Regions from separate parts of the Hordeum vulgare genome. Here region 1 is linked to region 2. A link is a contact called in public Hi-C data. All regions are on one chromosome and are shown on one strand. The core of a region is the stretch at or near the end of the contact, and the rest is flanking DNA. Distances in the headings are between cores, read along the strand shown. Region 1 holds the start of LOC123402040 (UDP-glycosyltransferase 72B1-like). Region 2 holds the start of LOC123402975 (54S ribosomal protein L37, mitochondrial).

What was found. Hi-C and Micro-C count contacts between places; a contact is called where the count stands out from the background.
Region 1: a Hi-C map of leaf shows a contact between it and region 2, with 2.1 times the contacts expected there. The contact joins the promoter of LOC123402040 here to the promoter of LOC123402975 in region 2. A contact is called at or near these places in 2 of 6 Hi-C or Micro-C datasets (leaf and seedling).

What each region holds. Positions count from the first base shown.
Region 1 is chr6H:59,405,847-59,409,123 of MorexV3_pseudomolecules_assembly, reverse strand. LOC123402040 (UDP-glycosyltransferase 72B1-like) reads left to right here and starts at 1,328. Exons shown (of 1, transcript XM_045095899.1): 1 at 1,328-3,229. The coding sequence starts at 1,621. The coding sequence ends at 3,063.
Region 2 is chr6H:59,264,988-59,268,333 of MorexV3_pseudomolecules_assembly, reverse strand. LOC123402975 (54S ribosomal protein L37, mitochondrial) reads left to right here and starts at 1,846. Exons shown (of 2, transcript XM_045096949.1): 1 at 1,846-1,995; 2 at 2,888-3,346. The coding sequence starts at 2,907. The coding sequence ends at 3,296.

The sequences.
Region 1 (3,277 bases), core at 79-2,578, 140 kb before region 2:
AACTGGTATTAACAAAGCCACACGAGATTAAGGCCCTGTTTGTTTCAGAAGTCCCAGGACTTTTTTTAGTCCCAACTAAAAAGTTCCTAGTCCCTGCCCGTTTGTTTTTATGAACAAAACAGAGACTAGAGGTCATTAAATAACACGCAAAAAGAACACGCTACCCCTAGTAATATACTAGAAGTTATTAAAAGACATGCTAAAAGTAGGGGCACTATTGGAAAAAGTGCCAAAAAAGTCCCCAAAAGACCCTCCCGTAGGTACTTCTTCCTTTAGTCCCATAATACCCCCTTTTAGTCCCTAAAAGTCCATCCTGTTTGTTTCACATGGGACTAAAAGGAATTTTTTTTAGTCTCTATACCAAAAAGTCCATGGAAACAAACACCCCCTGATTATCTTACCTACTAATAAAGCGCGTACTGCTTCTGTCGTCCGTCGCTGCCTGTTTTAAATTCGCGACCCAGTGTGTTTGGTTCATCTAGCGATCGGCCCCTTTAAATACACCAGATTGACAGTAGCCCGAGTGGCTAGAGCTTTCAACTTTCCCGCACGATACCCAAGTTCGACCCCCACCACCACCGAGTTTCTTCGTTTCTTTTTTCTACTTGATTTCAGGCTGACGTACGTTAGAGCTGCACTGTTGCAACTTCTGTTCAATTTTTTTAATGTTTCTACTTTTGTAGATTCAAATATATTTTTAAATATTTATATCTTTTAAATTCTAACTCTAAATTTCAAAAGTTATATATGAAGTAGCTTTAAAAATATATAGACTTCAAATATAATATTATTTTTTATGATAATTATTTTTGAAATTGTGTTTGCATCCTTAGTTAATACAGTACCCTTTTTATATGAGGCGTTTGAAGAACTTTGGCCCAACTATTTTATTTTTAACGTTTCTATTTTTTGCAGATTCAAATACATTTATATATTCATATCTTCTAAACTCTAACTTCAAATTTCAGAAGTTATATACGAAATAATTTAAAAAATATGTAGATTTCAAATGTAATCTTATCTTTCATGTTAATTATTTCCAAAATAATGTTTACATCCTTAATTAATACCTTTCTTTATATGGGGTACAATGTTTGTGAAAAAAATAAAATTTCATGATTTTGAAAAAAAAAATTGTGTATTATTTTTTGACTGCAATTGAAAAAAAATGTTTGCTAATTCAAAAAAATGTTCAAGCATCTCAAGAAATGTCCTATTTTTTAAAAAACATAATATGATCTGCATCATTGAAGATTATAATTGTTTTTCTTCTTTTGCAACCCACGGCCCCTTTTTGCTAGTCACACTAATCCACCGTAGCTGTAGTACCAAATTTAGCTAGCCTTGCCCAACTTTTTTATGATGTCCACTCAACAAATGCTTTCTCCGGCATGTATCGTGACGAGCACAATTAGCACAAAAGAAGGACGGCAGCGACGGAGCAACCACAGTTCCGTTTGGCCATAAGACAGTCATTCAGACACAGATCGATCTGGCGTTACATATAGGGCCAATCCGTTCCATCGTTTCCCAGGTCCACACATTTTTCATCTTTTTAAGCCACTGGTCGATCGAGTGCTCGACTCAGTCTCTCCGTACCGTACGTGCGTCCACCAAGGCATGGCCGGCGAGAGCGACGACCGGGGCGCCGCGCGCGCGCCGCATGTGGCGCTACTCTCGTCGCCGGGCATGGGTCACGTGGTGCCGGTGGCCGAGCTGGCGCGGCGGCTGCACGCGGAGCACGGCTTCACGGCCACCGTCGTCACCTACGCCAGCTCCGACTCCGCGGCGCAGCGCGCGTTCCTGGCATCCCTCCCGCCGGCCGTCGGCTCCGCGTCCCTCCCGGCCGTCCCGCTCGACGACCTCGTCGCCGCCGGCGCCGCCATCGAGACGCTGCTCTCCGTCGAGGCCCAGCGCTCTGTGCCGGCGCTGGCCAATCTCCTAGAGGGCCTCGGGAAGGACGGCAGCCTCGTCGCCTTCGTGGCGGACCTCTTCGGCGCCGACACGCTGCGCGCGGCGCGCGACGTCGGCGTGCCGGCGTACCTCTTCTTCCCGTCCAACCTCCTGATGCTCTCCCTCATGCTCCACCTCCCGCGCCTCGACACCGAGCTGGACGGCCAGTTCCGTGACCAGACAGAGCCCATAAGGCTGCCCGGCTGCGTGGCCGTGCCCGGCGCCGACATCCTGCAGCCGCTCCAGGACAGGACCAGCGACGCCTACCGCTGGATGGTGCACCACGGTGAGAGGTACCGCGACGCGGACGGCATACTTGTGAACACCTTCGACGCCATCGAGCCGAACGCGGCGGCGATCCTCCGGCAGCCCGAGCAAGGGCGTCCGCCGGTGTACCCAGTTGGGCCGGTCATACGGCAGCCTGACGACGGCGACGACGATGCCACCGGCTGTATCAGGTGGCTCGACGCGCAGCCCGACAAGTCGGTGTTGTTCGTCTCGTTCGGCAGCGGAGGCGCGCTCTCCGCGGCGCAGATGGACGAGCTGGCGCGCGGGCTGGAGCTCTCCGGACAACGGTTTCTGTGGATCGTGAGGAGCCCCACCGACAGCGGGGCCGACCCGGGTGCCAACTACTACGACGGGTCGAAGAGCAAGGACTATCCACTCAAGTTCCTGCCATCTGGGTTCCTTGAGAGGACCAAGGAGGTGGGCCTGGTGGTTCCATCCTGGGCCCCGCAGGTCAGGGTCCTCGGCCACCGGGCCACGGGAGCCATGTTAACGCATTGTGGATGGAACTCGGTGTTAGAGAGCGTAATGCACGGCGTTTCGATGATCGTGTGGCCTCTATACGCCGAGCAGAGACAGAATGCCGTGATGTTACATGAAGAAACCAAGATAGCACTAAGACCAAAGGTTCGAGGAGCAGATGGACTGATTCTTGGCGAAGACATCATGAAGGTTGTGAATGATATGATGACCAGTGAAGAAGGGGATGCGATGCGTATGAAGATGACAGAGCTCCAGAAGGCGGCGAGGGGTGGACTGACGGCAAATGGCATGTCACACAAGACACTTACCGAGGTGGTGAGGAAGTGGAAGGGAGGTGCATGACGATGCCATTTATCAAGGCCATCAGAGTCGTTAAAAGGGTTGATGTACGAGACCAATTGTGTGTTGTATATTCTCACATAACTCATAAAGCGTTTCGTCTGAAAAGGATGCGAAGCAAGCAACGATGATTATGTTATTATTCAGTGTAAATTTGGTTACATATCTTGTAATGTCAAGTTACCAATTGATTCTTTTTCATACAAACACAATATGT
Region 2 (3,346 bases), core at 597-3,096:
ACCTAAACGGACTGGGCCGACACGCGGCATGCCTCAGGTCGTGCCTCGGCCTGGAGGCCGGGCACGCGGGCCAGCATGAGACAACCCATTTAATTTTTATGTATTTTTTAATATATATATACATAAAATACAACCCAACAGGCTAAAAATATGCGGTACAACGTGCTAAACGGGACAACATGCTGATCCGTTTAGTAACCGGGTCGTGCCTGAGCCTGGAGGCATAGCCCACGAGCTAGCACGGCACGACCCGATTACTAAAGATGCCCGTGCTAGCCGTGTCGAGCTAGACACGTTTAGCACAAGACGTGCCCATGCCATATCGAGCCGCCCGTTTGGCCAGGACTGCAAATCATACATGGCCAAACGGGTTGTGCTTTTTGGGACGATCGAGAAGCACGACGGCCCGACACGCTTTAATCGGGCCGTGCGAGGCACGCAACCCGCCTCGAGCCCATGCTTGGGCCTAAAGGCTGGGCAACCCGCCTCGAGCACGCGGGCCGATACGGCATGACCCGTTTACTTTTTCCATATTTATATGTCTATACCTACTAATAAAGTAAGGATAACTTATGTCCTTATGTCATTCAAATTGCCCGTGAAGTTGGCTAAAATTACCCACCATGTCACCGGTAAGTAAAGAAAAATGATTCGTTTTTCCTCTTCTAATAAGTCGGTTGTTCCTCTCCTTCAACATGTAGAGATCCACCAAGCTATCACAACTACACGCCCATCCGAAGTGGTTGGAGCCGCGCGCTTCAAACCTGCAAACACAGGTTCGATCCCTCACCTCCCCATCACCCTTTCTCCCCCTTTTCTTTGTCGATAACTGCCCGACTGGGCCGGCCTAGTCTGGCCTTGAGCACTTATTTTTCTTAATTGTTTTTTTGTTTTATTTGAATATACTCTGAATATTTTATTTATAAAAATCACCTATATGCAAACTTTGATAAAATTTTAATCATGCACTAAAGGAATGCCAAACTTGAATAAAAAAATTATTATATACAAAAAATGTACAATGCGTAAGGAAAAATAACTACATAATTTTTAATTCTTTTTGAATTTTTTATCATGCATTCAAAAAATATTAAATGTGCATATAAAATGTTTCCAATGTATAAGAAAAATGTACACAAAAAATACAATGTATATGAAACAAATTAGACATAACAAATTAATATGAAAAAATGCTAATCATGTACTTGGAAAATGTCAAACATATATAAAAAATATTCCTGATTTATACCAAAAATGTATAATGGGTATAAAAAAGTAAACATCAAAACTAAATATGTTTTAATAAATTTTGACCATGAAATTGGAAAATATTAAACATGTAAATATAAAAATATATAATGGCTTAAATTTTGATTTTCATGTTGTTTAAAATTGTTTTCATAACAAAAAAAAAGAACTACCAAACATGTCGGTGCGTTGCAACGGAAGGAACATCCCGTGTGTTCAGCAGAATCATAAAGATGTGATAATTTTTTAAGTGCATACAAGGTGTTTCTCATCAACTATATCTTCCGTTACAACACACGGACATTTTTGCTAGAATACATATATAACATTTAAAATAGCCCAACAGGTCAAAATCGATCCAAAAAACAGTCACAACAAACCAAAAACGATCTAAAAACAGCCTAAAAGACTAATAGCTTCCGTGCCATGCCTGGATTTGAAGGCTAAATACATGGACCGACACGGCCTTGCCCGGCTAATAATCATGTCTGAACGGGCCATGCCATGCCATGCCGGGCCTGTTTACGACGGGCCGTGCTGGCCCGTTTGGCCAGGTATGCTGCAAATGAGCAACCCATCGCACTTCTCAGTAGTGGCAAAATCTACCGGACGAGCGGAACTCCCTGCTTAATTTTCCTGTCTCGGTCTCACCCTCCCCCAAACGAAACCCTACTCCTCGGCCCTCAACTTTCCTCTCTCGCGGCAGCGGCAGCGGCGGCGGCGGGACCAAGGGCAGCGGCGCAGCAGGTCTCTCTCTCTCTCTCTCTCTCTGCGCGGCTTGCGACGTCTCATTCGCAGCAAGGCGTCGCGGCGGCGGCGGCGGCGTAGATGGTCTATAGGATTAGATCCTGTTTCTGATTTTGCGTCGGCTGATTCTGGATTCAGGAAGTAGTGTCTTATGTTTTAACTGATTTTGCTTCAACAAGAAAGAAACTTGTGTTAACTGATGGGGGGCATATCTGATCTCCACCCTTCTCATACTTTCGCTCAACTCAGAGACAAACTTGCTAATCATATTGTGGTGCTTATTGCCTGAAATATTGTGAATGATGCCATACTGTGAATTACGATGACCTACACAAAGGGATCATTCAGATTTTGCTTTCGCTGGGCTTGATGCTGGAACCAGTGTTGATGTTCTTTCTGACTTCAGACAGCTCCAATCTGAAAGTTGTTTGAACTGTTTTTTACTTGGCAAGAACCTTACTTTGTATGGTAGTTATATTTTACTATCATCATCTTTAATCATGTGTAATTCGTGTATTCAGTAGACCAAAATAGTAATTTCGAAGTAAGTTGCAGTAAAAATCCTGGAGGCAGAATTACAAGCCTTAAATAAACTTTCCGAGCTTTAATTCCTTATATTACGGTATAAGTGAACACCTCATGGCCGCCTGGCTGGAACAGGCTGCAACAGCAAGGCCCCAAACCTGATTTTTTCAGTACTAAGTCTCATGTACTCAGCATACTGCTTTTACACCTCCCTACTCTTATGATCCTCTGTTCAAATGCCTTAATTGCTAGCAGATTTTGAACCGTTTTCTTCTGTCAGCATTGGTGGTTTTCTCATGTTATCAGTTGACACTTGATTCTTTTTTAAGCAGAGTTGACACTTAGTTCTGATGATTTATATATGCAGCTAAAATATCAACCCAGGAATGGCAATGTCTTGGACACGAGTATTGAAGTGTGGAATTATTCCAAGAGATGTAGCTCAATTGGTTGGGATAAGAGGCTTTGCAGCTCAGGCCAAGGGAAAGAAGGGCGGAAAAGGTGGTGCGGCTGATGCTAAACCTGTGCTCAGCAAAGAAATGAAGAGTACAACTGTGTTTGGGGCAAATATCCTGAAGGAGGGTTCTGACCCGAAGATCCAACCAGATTCTGAGTACCCTGACTGGCTGTGGCACCTGGTTGACAAGCGTCCTGTGCTGAGCGAGCTGCGGAGGAAAGATTCCAAGACACTGCCTTATGAAGACCTGAAGCGTTTCGTCAAGTTGGACAACCGGGCGCGGATCAAGGAAAACAATGCTCTCACTGCTAAGAACTGATCAGGAGAATCTCATCTCATGTAGTGGTTGAAGTAAGCATATTGTCTTGT